Regions from separate parts of the Mus musculus genome. Here all the other regions are linked to region 1. The links are chromatin contacts, called in public HiCAR-type and promoter capture Hi-C maps. All regions are on one chromosome and are shown on one strand. The core of a region is the stretch at or near the end of the contact, and the rest is flanking DNA. Distances in the headings are between cores, read along the strand shown.

Region 1 (3,949 bases), core at 351-2,850:
CTTTTTCATTGTCCAGTCCAGGCTGCCCTGTTCTAGCACTCAAGCTCCAAGCTAAGAGGCAAAGGTGATCTACCCATGGCAAAACGGAACTCTTGCATTGTGACACTCTCTCTCCCTTCTGATTACCTACCTCTTCCCAGAGGCAGCCTTTAAGCCCCAAGGTATCACAGAGCCAATTTCAGCTTGCGTTGTGCTGTGTGGCTGGGAGCACAGCCCCAAACCTTTTACCGTCTCCTCTCTGAATCATTCTTCAACCACCATTCCCAACCCCATAAAAGCCCTTTCTATGTCAGAGCAGTAAACAACCTTCAATTCTTCCTACCACCTCCCCTACACCCATCCAGGGACCCAGTCACAGCTCAATCATCAGCCCAGCAGAAGCACTTATCCAACCTCCCCTTAAAGCTCAAAGAACACCCACTGAAGTCTCAGACAGGGAGTGCTACATGGAGGTCGCATGTGGAAGCAATCTTTCATCTCCTCAGCCTTGACCTATCTTTGGAGCCCCCTTCCCCAAAGCCAGGGATGCAAGGACGGTAATAGGTGTTTACTCTCACAAACAGTGGAGGGAAGGGTTGACCTGTGAAAAGGGTGTTAGTCCCTCCTGTCTACCAACCTGTGTGGTTCTCCTCTGCCTAGCATTCACTTCCCACATCCCCCTCTGACATCAAAGGAGGCTGCTTGGATTCATCTGGCCTCTAGATTGACTCTTTCACCCAAGAAGCAGAGACACGGGTGAAAGCTGCTCCTACCCCCCACCCACCCACCCACCACCCACCCAGCCCACCCCACCCCACCCCAGTGCAAAGCAATGCCCTACCTTCACATCCCACCACCAAGATTAAAGAGGAAAGACTCAAGCTGTCCAACCGAGCCCTGTTCACTAACAGGAGCACTGGTCCAGAACCTAAATCCAACCATTTCTGTGAGACACTGGAGAGGCTCTGGCTCTGGCCCTCTGGCCTTTCCTACCGCCATCCCTGTGGGTGTGGCACGCCCCACCTCAGTGTTATTGTTTTCTCAGGGGACAAGAGCAGCAGAACGGGCCTCAGACGTACCCACACCAAGAGCAAGGCCGCGGATCTGTCCATCTGAGATAATGCCCTGCGCTCTCTGAGCTCGCCAGGCTGACGCAGGAGTCTCTGGAGCCGACACTCCCAACATCAACATCCTCCTCATGATCGTGCCCGGGCACCGGAGGCTCAGAGGCTACTCTTCCAAGGTCACATAGAGCCACGAGGACCAGGTAGGAACGGGACGTCAGCCACATTTACGCCCCCACCCTCAGGTGTCACTTGTACCCTGCCCGCTAACCGTCATTTGTACCCAGGACCCCACATCCCCCACCCCATCCCGCTTCTACAGAGTTCCTCAGGCTAGAAAGCAAAGCCTCCAGCTCCAGCACAGCTGAGGATCTCAGACCCAGGAGCCGTCTCTGGTGAACTAGACGGAGCCCGGAGGGCCCATCTCACCTTGCAGGCGAGCCCCGCGGCCAGGCGGTCAGAAACGACCGCGGAGGCGGCGGTAGCAGCAGCAGAACGGGCTGGAGAGCGCGAGGAAGAGCCCCGCGCCGCATCAGCCTCGCGCCACGCCCTCTCCTCCTTCATTGGCTTGAGGGGCGTTGAGGGGCGGGGCTAGGGCACTTCAGACCAATGAGCTGTCTCTGAGATCCACCAATTAACGACGAGATTCCACATCACGTGTGCGCGGAGGCTGAGCCCCACGAGTCGACGTCACCCCAGCGGCACGAGCTTGGGTGATGAAGCGGGATGGGAGCTATGTTGGAACCGCTGCTGGAAACCGACCAGAGCGACCTTCCCCATGAGGTTTCCGATCCGCGGCAGTTTTGTCTAGGAGTTAAGCAGTCACCTTTCCTACTGGACTGAGTCTGGATTTCGGTCTTCCTTTCCCACCCATTCCCTATTCCAAATAAGCATTAGAACAAAGAAGGCACGCGGCGTAGGAAGGGGGGAAGGGAGCGTACGCGGGCGCCCCCGGGGACAGGAGCTTCTGCTCCTGGTCTCCAAGGAGGCGGTCGCCATGGCAGCGGGATGCGTCTCGACCCACCCGACAGGGTGTGGGCGTCTTCGTAGAGCACTTACTAAGGCTTGTGGATTTTTGCCACAGGCCCACCTGTCCGTGTGCGACTATCTCTATCCTTATATACACTGATTAGGACAAGAGGTTTAAAGTGCCGAAAGAGCAGTCAGAACACACAGGTTCCCGATCCTTCCAACTTAACTAGCGGAGACAGGCCTTGGACCGCTGAGAGCTTGCTTGTTTTTCCGATAGAATGTGGTCGCTGCCTGTAAGAGTCCTCAAGGTCCGACTCTTCCGTGTCCTTATGGCTGTTAACCTGACTCGGATCTTGTGTTCGCACGCTGGTAACAAATAGTCTTTCTGTGCTATTGTTTTCATAGCGTTACTTCAGAGGGCCCAGTGCTTCCCTGCTGTCTTCAGCAGGGCTTCTCAAACTTTTTATCGTTGTTTTGGATGGTACGTGCGCTCCCTACTGTTGAGAAAATTCTGTCCTCCAGAGCGGACATTGAGAACTTTTCATTCTAATCCCAGCCTACTCAACCCCTACTCCCACCTTTCCAGAAGCCCCGTGGTGTGTTCCATATCTGTTCTTTTCCAAGTCAGCAGACAGTGCCTCCAAAGTATCCTGAAGGCCACCACGCCAGGCAAAAGCAGCCTGCAGATGTATAGCCCCCGGAGACTTTTATAAATACTTTTCTTCCCATCTTCTTGCCCCTCATCCTACTTCTTCACAAAGGATTCTCATTTCCAGTCTTCTTTTGAAATATCAGATCTAACAACACATTCTCACATTTACATTCAAAACAAGAACCAAGGGCTTTGGGGGTAGCGGTCCCTGCCTTTCTGGAACGTCAGTTTACCATAGTCCCCTCTGATTCCTATTTCTCGCGTTTATTTTACTGCCTAGGTGTGTGTTGATTTTCAGTTTCAGGATTCCTGTTTCCCTTTTGCTGCTTTTCACTTGAAACCCATCTCTTGGTGAGCTCTATCGAAAGCAGAATAATCGCTAACAGTTTACTGTCTGAGGCAATTTTCTAATTGTCAACTCCTTTTAACATACTTTCTGAATATGTACGATAGGTAAGTTAATGTGCTAACAGACTCCCAAAGCAAGACACCCCTAGCTTACTGTGAGACCACCACACAAAAAGAACTGTGGTTTCTTGATCTTGCCAATACTCCTCATGTTCCTAGACTAAGCATCTTGGGTACCTGGGAAAACCTGTGATATGGAGCTGCCTGTACTAAAGCATGCTACATGTCTCCAGGAAAGGCCACAAATGGTTTTGGAAAGTTGCCTGGGGAAAATAAGGCTTTGAGTGCCGACAGAACACCAAGATAGAAGTTCTATGGCTGTTTCTCATTGTTCTCAGTGGGCCCGTGCACTGAGACGGTATGGCAACATCAGAAGTGCCCAGACCTATAAGGAGCTTCCTGGGCCCAAGGCCTTATTATCCAAAGCTAGGACAGCAGTCTCTATAGAGTTGAGGGCTGTAGATGAGAAGAGATGAGCAACTGCAGGTTAGGCAAACTCCACTTCCAGCTCTGAGTAGTCTGAACTTTATGAAATAAAAAAAAAACTATAATAAATCTCCTTGGAAAACTAATAATATGTAATAAAGTTGATAGATGCTTGGGGGCTAGAGAAATGCTTAGTAGATAAGAGAATTTGCTGCTCTAAGAGCAGGATTTGAGCTGGTCAGTGGTGGCACATGCCTTTAATCCCAGCACTTGAGAGGCAGAGGCAGGTGGATTTCCGAGTTCAAGGCCTACCTGGTTTACAGAGTGAGTTCCAGGACAGCCAGGGCTACACAGAGAAACCCTGTCTTGAAACAAAACAAAAGACCAGGATTTGAGCCTGGTGGTGGTGGCACACACTTTTAATCTCAGAACTCGGGAGGCAGAGACA
Region 2 (3,780 bases), core at 1,214-3,713, 530 kb before region 1:
TAGGTTAGATAGGCACTTCACTTAGTCATTTGTCCAGGGTTGGAGAACTTAACACTAGCCATAGAGGCAGGCCTTGCACTGTGTGCTAAGGTTAGACATGTCACCTAGCCCACCCTCCACTCTAGAAAATGCAAGCAGGTGGAGAGAAATGTAAATACCCACAGTCACGAGAGAATTCCAGTCACATACACCCAAATTTGTAAGATTTTAAAGTAAGAAACTCCAGAATTCCCTTTGTTAGAGGGGTAGGGAGAGTACCGGGTCTTACTCACAGCCCTGTCTGGTCTCAAACTCACAGAGCAGTGCCTCCTTTATCTCCTGAATGCTGCCATTAAAAATGTGCACCATGGTACTGGAGAGATGGTTCAGCAGATAAGAGCATTGACTGCTCTTCCAGAGGTCCTGAGTTCAATTCCCAGCAACCACATGGTGACTCCCAGCCATCTGTAGTGGGATCCGATGCCCTCTTCTGGTGTGTCTGAGGACAGCTACACATATACTCATATACATAAAATAAATAAATCTTTAAAAAAAAAAAAAAAAAAAGGCACCACCAGCCAAGCAAGGCCTCGCATGCCTTTAGTCCAGTACTCGAGAGGGAGAGGCAGTGAGATCTCATGAGTTCGAGTCCAGGACAGCCAGTGCTGGTTACAGTGAGAAACCTTGTCTTGTGGTGGCACTGGGGAGGGGAGGGGGGGAGGGGAGTGCACTACCATGGCTGGCCAGAATTCTTTTATATGAAAGGAGTCTTATGAAGCCTGGTGGTGGGAGTGGTGACAGAGCTAGTTTTTAATCCCAGCACTTGGGAGGCAGAGGTAGGTAGATGTCTGTGAGTTCAAGGCCAGTCTTATCTACAGGACAAATTCCAGGACAGCTAGCGCTATACAGAGAAACCCTGACTTGAAAAAAAAAAAAAAACAAAAAACAAAGAAAAAGAAAAGATGACTTACTGGCTGGAGAGATTGCTCAGTGTTTAAGAGTACTGGCTGCTCTTCCAGAGGATTGGGGTTTGATTTCCAGCGCTCACACTGTGGCTCACAATCAACCTTAATTCAAGTCCCAGGAGATCCAACGCCCTCTTCTGGCCTCCTCCAGCACTGCATACAAATGGTGCAGACATGCATAAATGGAAGTCACCCATACACATATAATAAAAAAATATAAATTGACCTATTTACATGATAAATGCCAAGACTCCGTTGGGGACCAAATAGATAAATAAATAAATAAATAAATAAATAGATAGATAGATAGATAGATAAATGAGAAAGACACACAGGCACATCAGTCCGGCACAACTCTCAGCTGTATGAAATAGTAGTCTTCAGATTTTATTTTGGTCTACCAAGCAGGACTAAATTCCCTAGGGCTAGCCTTCGGCAACTGAGGACAGTAAGCCTTAGAACCTAGTTCTAGAAAGGCAATGTTCTAAGCCGGGCACTGTTCTACGCCTTTAATCCCAGCACTCGGGAGGCAGAGGCAGGCGGATTTTCTGAGTTCGAGGCCAGCCTGGTCTACAAAGTGAGTTCCAGGACAGCCAGGGATATACAGAGAAGCCCTGTTTCGAAAAAACAAAAAACAAACAAACAAACAAAAAACAAAGGCACTGTTCTGGGTCCTCAGTGTGGGCAAAGTGCAGAAAACATGAGCACAAAATACCAGTTCCCTCTGACGTTGGAGTATCTATATATGAGCGTCACAGGATGAAGCAATGCCCAGATGCCTACACCAAGTGAGCAATGTAGCCTCTGAGAAGAGGCGTGAATCTATCGACTATAAAGGCTCCTGTCCAGAGTTCCCGAGTTAGAGCAAAAAGATCTTAACAGAAAAGGAGCAATTACTTCCTATCCCCGGGGGGAGAAAGAGAAGGGAGAACCACTCCTGGCCCGAGTTGGGTTTGTACAACCAGAAACTGCTTAAAATGAAGAAAGGATATTTGTCCTATTGCCTCACCCCGTCCTAAGCCCTACATCAAACGCTGCTCAAAGTGCTGGCGAAAAGCTGATCAGAAACGCCGACTCGCAGGCGCCGACCGAGACCCTAGGCTAAGTCACTTTGCTAGGGCTTCACGTGCACACTGGAACGGAGAGACCAGGGAGACTGCTATCACAACAGCCCCGTGAGAGACGCAGACTCGATCTCCACCTCGCAGGGGGCTAAAAGCGCCGTCCGGACCCACTCTCACAGCAGTCCGCCGTGATAAGGTGACCCTAGAGGGTGATGCTGAGAGGTGCTCCGGGGCGGCACGAGGACAGCCCGCGGGGAAGCGCAGCAGGCCCGGGAGAACCGGGATGGCGGAGCGCGCGGCCCGGACCCGGCGAGGCCAGAGTGCAGGCAGCAAGTCGAGCCACCTCGTCCTCCCCGGCCGCCCACTCACCTGAAGCCCGCGAAGGCAGCTCCCTAACTCCAGTCCCGGGCCGCCCCGGGTAAGTCAATGCACAGACTCCTGCATCAACCGCTCCACAACCCACTTCCGGCCAGCGGCCCTCACCTTCCGCTTACGTTGGTACCGGAGCCGCTGAGGTTCAAAAAACCGTAGTCGAAGTTTTCCATGACCATTTTCTAGTTTCTGACCTTAGAACATGGAGAGGGAAAAATATTATCCTGGATGGGTCGCTTTGAAAGTAATTGAGCAGAAGTAATTGGCACAGGTTCTGGGTTTTATGACTTTGAAGAAGTCACACAAACTTTTCAAGCCTAGTTTGTCATCTATACAAAGAGAATCATGATGCATTTCTAATAGTGAAAATGCTTTCAGAAGAGGAACTAGCAATGGATAGATGAAAATGTATGCAAGGATCCCGGCATAGGGATGCACGTCTTTAATCCCAGAACTAAAGAGGCAGAGGCAGGTGAATCTTTATGAATTCGAAGCCAGCCTGATCAAAATAGTTCCAGGACAACCATAGCTATATAAAGAGACCGGGAAGGGAAGGGAAGGGGGAAGGGGGAAGGGGGAAGGGGGAAGGGGGAAGGGGAAAAAAAGGGAAAAGGGGGGAAAAGGGGGGGAAGGGGGGAAAGGGGGGAAAGGGGGGAAAGGGGGGAAAAAGGGAAAAAAAGGGAAAAAAGGGAAAAAAGGGAAAAAAAGGGAAAAAGGGAAAAAAGGGAAAAAGGGAAAAAAAGGGAAAAGGGAAAAGGGAAGGGAAGGGAAGGGAAGGGAAGGGAAGGGAAGGGAAGGGAAGGGAAGGGAAGGGAAGGGAAGGGAAGGGAAGGGAAGGGAAGGGAAGGGAAAAGTGGAGCTGGAACTGAAGGTGGGTAGGTCAGGATGGTCTACCTCCCTTAGGAGGGCCTCACACGTGGCTGGTTTGGCTATCAAGGTAAGAAAGATTCTCCCAAGTCCTATGTAACAGAAGTGCCTGTCCCAGGCCTGTCGGTGTCTATTCAGTCTTCAGCCTTGTCAGTGCCATCTATTTGAGACGCTGTGAAGGAAAACTGAGAGAGATACCATACTTTCTCCAAGGCACTGGTGGGGAAACAGGCTATATAAGAGGTTGTGACAAAGAGATTTGAGACCAGCATCCCAGCTTCTGGGTTCTATGTAAGGCAGCCTGCCTGGCTGTGAACATTTGAACATCTGTGCCTTCCAGACCATTGGTAACATGGCCCTCACTGACTGGGGACTTCTTACCTGATTACAACCTGCTCATGAACCCAGAGTGAAAAATCCCACCCCCAGGGGACAAACTTTGATTGCTCCTGGGCAGCCATGACAATCTAGTTTCTCTTTGCAAAATGCTGTTTCCTAGTCTCCTATGAAGTGGGAGGAGCTTATAGCCCACC
Region 3 (3,780 bases), core at 112-2,611, 690 kb after region 1:
TGCCTTCTCACGACTGGGGTCATGGGCACCATTCCAGCATCAGTGTGAGATTGCGAGGGATGTGATCTCAGGTCCTCGCTCAGGCTTGCAGGACAGGGACTTACTGGGTAAGCCAGCTTCCAGCTTACACTGTGGTTGTCCAAGCTTACAGGGCACGTGCTTTCAAAAGGCTTCAGTGTGAGAGGGCTGAGTGACGCACGCTTGTCAAGATTCCTTTAACAACATTTTGCAACGCCCTCATGCCTCCTAGATCTTCAGGAAAATGAGTGTCATGGAAGCTAGCAGGAGAAGCTCCTGCCTCCTATAAGAAGTCCTTGCCCCTCTCACCCCTCCCCCACACCATCATCTCTCAGCTTACATGGTAGCTGTAAGAACCCAAGCAAACTTCCTTTCATCACTACTTGTTGGAAGCAACACGCCGTCCACAAGAATAAGCTGGGAGTCTTAACTCTGCTCTTGTAAATTCTGAAGAGGTTTTGTTGCTATCTTTTCATGGATCTACCACAATGATATGAAGGAATTTATCTCATATACCTTTCATGTGATGTCTTTGTTTCTGGAAGCACAAACCTGACTCTGGTCTTTATATGTGGCCTTATCTTCCCACATCCTTCCCTCAAGTACTCTGGGAAGAAAAAGAGAGATCCCTGCTAGACAGGAGAGGCTCTAAGTATTTTCAGAGCACAGTTCAAACACTAAGGCAAGTGCTACTGTTGACAGAGTTCCCCGGTTACTGGGAATCTTCCAGAAGCTGCTAAGTTTCTCCTCAATAGTCTAGCAGAGCACACACGTCCTGAATCAGCTGGCCAATGCAGAAAACAAGTCTTCATTCTATTGTTCTAGAGACTTTACAGTTTCAACACCACAAAGTTGAGCAAGCACTTATTAATTTGTATTCCATAAAGAATAGGGCATAGGCTTACAAGAAATATCTGCTTGTATACAACAAAAATATTCAGAATGGTTGTGTGTGGAGGTCACTTCCCAGAAATTCAGAAGGTATCTGAGACTATACATAAAAAGATCTGGGCAGCATAATCACACGTATACTGTCCCCCAGCCACAGACACCGACCACGGCAGGCTCTGGTCTCTGATAGACCTTTTTCAGTTACACGAAGATGACACCATTCTTGACAAACAGCGTTTTGTTGCTACAGAAGATCTGCCAGGATACCAGGCTGCTGTCTCATAGTGGATAATCACAGGGTGGGGGTGGGGGGTGGGGGTGGGTGGAGTGGCCCTGTAGGTCAAACGGGAAACAGCCTCCAAACCTACCTGGGGTCACTTCAATTGTTGTCTGCTGCCTGAAACAGGATGGGCTCCCTGTGAGCACAAGCCTGACAAAGCACACCATCACCAAGGCTACCTCCAGGTGGCCAGGGACCCTGCTGTGTACTGCCTTCTGACTGGCTGAGTCCTGCGTGGTTGCTTAGGAACTGTGTAGACTCCAGAGCACAGCTGTGCTGAAACAAAGCCGATTTCCCTTTTGAGGCTGTCACGAATTTCAGCTAGTAAAGGGAAGGATGTTGCTTTGAGCCAAACCTTGAGCAAATTAGATGGTTTGTGTGATCATAGATCCAAGCAGTTAGCTTTTTTAGTTTACACCTTGGAGGGGCATTAACAAACAGCACGAGACACACACACACACACACACACACACACACACATCAGTACGACATTGGTTTGTGTCGAGCATTGACACAGCTTGGATGATTTTACAGTTTTGACTGTTACTGAGCAGTGGTTTGAATGAGAATGGCCCCCATAGACTCATGTTTGAATGCTTGGCCCCCAGTTGGTGCAACTGTAGGAAGCATTAAGAAGTGTGGTGCCTTGTTGGAGGAGGTGTGGCCTTGCTGGAGGAGGTGTGGCCTTGCTGGAGGAGGTGTGGCACTGGCGGGTGAGCTTTGAGACTGTTCACATTCCCAGTGTGTGTTCTCCTTTGCGTTTGTGGAAGGAGGTGTGAGCTCCCAGCTGTTCCTGACACCGTGTCTCTGCTCCACCATCATGGACTCTAGCTCTCTGGAACTATGAACCCAATTAAGTACTTACTTCTCTAAGTGGCCTTAATTGTGGTAGTGTTTTAGTCACAGCAGTAGAAGAGTAACTGATACACTGACTGTGGAGACTTCTGCTCCCAAATCCTTTTGTTTTGAAGCTGTTGCCATTTGTATTTCTCAGGGGTTGGAGTGTTTGTTTGTTTCCATTAGCATTTATTAAAAAGGTAAAAGAAAAATCACTTGTTAATGTAATTCTTCACTGCAATCTGCAGGAAAAGAAAACCTTAAAATATGTATCTAGGAAAGAAACAATAAATAGGAACAAAAGCAAACTTAAAACACAAGCAATCTATGGTCCGTCATATCCCAAACAAGTGAGCATTCATTTACGCAAATGTTTGTAGCACTTTCGATTGTGATATTTCTTTTTTTTTCCATTTTTTATTAGGTATTTAGCTCATTTACATTTCCAATGCTATACCAAAAGTCCCCCATACCCACCCACCCCCACTCCCCTACCCGCCCACTCCCCTCGGTTGTGATATTTCAAAACTAAAAAAACGACACACAATGTTCTTCAAAGAGTAATGGTCATTGGGCTTAGTGACACCTGAAAGGCTGAAACAGGAAGACTTCAGATTTAAGGCCCACCTGGCCTCCAAAGTGGCACCAATCCTGCCCGACAATGAGGGTCTCATTTAGTGAGACCCCCTCAAAACTTAAATGAGGGCTCGGTAGACAGCTCGGTGGAAGAGCATTTGCCTAACCCGTGCAACGCCTTAGGTTTAATTGCCAATTCCACCACAAACCAAAACAACAGAGAAATAAAAATGGCAAGCACAGTTTGGTGCATTAGACAACAAGAAAAGCTAAACTAGGGATACCCATAACTACATCCTGTTCTCCAGCTTAGCTGAGTAAGTGTAGCTCTCACCCCTCACCAAAGAAACTTGGTTTTGTAGCAGATGCAGACCACACACACACCCCATACACACCAACCAACCAACCAACCAACCAACCAACCAACTACACACACACCCCATACATACCAACCAACCAACCAACCAACCAACCAACCACACACACACACATACACACATACACACACCCCTAATCAAAACCCAAGAGAACAACTGACCATGGGGTGTCCATTCCCCAGTTGATACATCTATAACACAACTCCTACACCCAAGGCTCAGAGAACATCTTAGAAGAGGAGACAGAAAGCTGAGAAGAAACAGAGGACCAGGAAGTCTGCTGTGAGATTGTGCCTTCTAGCTATGACAGGGAAGTTAAACCCAAGAAATCTCAACATGGCTTCCCAAACAGGACTGGAACAATTCCAACAACAATGGACATCTTAACATAAAGGAGGGAAATCTCATGAGACCCACCCACATCCAGATGAAAAGCACGGCAGTTATAACTACTGAGAGAGGGAAAGTTAGCCTGCCCCAGGGATGAACGCACTGATTGGTCTCCATCACCAAGTGGGCATCCCTAGAAACATGTGTGTGTGTGTGTGTGTGTGTGTGTGTGTGTGTGTGTGTGTGTGTGTGTGTGAGTGCACAGGCAATGCTAAATGGGCTCAATGGGCAGTACTAGTCACACATATCTGTAACAACAGTGGTTAAAGAAGAGGAGGGTAGGGCAAGCATGGGAGGGGTAGGAAAGCAGAGAGGAAGGAAATGATGTAATTATATTTTAGTCAAATTATTTAAGTTCTTCAAGAAAAAAGTTTAGGATAATCTCAAGAAATTTGTCTGAAAATGAAGGAA

Evidence for each region. HiCAR-type assays count read pairs that join an accessible place to other places. Capture Hi-C pulls out chosen DNA fragments and counts their contacts.
Region 2: a promoter capture Hi-C map of adipose tissue shows a contact between it and region 1. The contact joins the promoter of Fastkd5 here to the promoter of 1700037H04Rik in region 1. A contact is called at or near these places in 1 of 115 datasets of contacts at active chromatin or transcription factors (embryonic limb bud) and 1 of 9 other capture datasets (adipose tissue).
Region 3: a contact with region 1 is called in a HiCAR-type map of embryonic stem cells, with 2.9 times the contacts expected there. The contact joins the promoter of 5330413P13Rik here to the promoter of 1700037H04Rik in region 1. A contact is called at or near these places in 2 of 115 datasets of contacts at active chromatin or transcription factors (astrocytes and embryonic stem cells).

The regions. Positions count from the first base shown.
Region 1 is chr2:131,158,481-131,162,429 of GRCm38.p6, forward strand. It overlaps 1700037H04Rik (RIKEN cDNA 1700037H04 gene), which reads right to left and starts at 1,601. Exons shown (of 6, transcript NM_026091.3): 1 at 1,473-1,601. Gm14232 (a long non-coding RNA gene) reads left to right here. Exons shown (of 3, transcript XR_003954063.1): 2 at 1,025-1,246.
Region 2 is chr2:130,627,539-130,631,318 of GRCm38.p6, forward strand. Fastkd5 (FAST kinase domains 5) reads right to left here and starts at 2,464. Exons shown (of 3, transcript NM_198176.3): 1 at 2,378-2,464; 2 at 951-1,097. It overlaps Ubox5 (U box domain containing 5), which reads right to left and starts at 2,500. Exons shown (of 7, transcript NM_001255993.1): 1 at 2,378-2,500; 2 at 951-1,097.
Region 3 is chr2:131,846,295-131,850,074 of GRCm38.p6, forward strand. It overlaps 5330413P13Rik (RIKEN cDNA 5330413P13 gene), which reads right to left and starts at 1,362. Exons shown (of 3, transcript NR_029381.1): 1 at 1,278-1,362. It also overlaps the pseudogene Gm14281.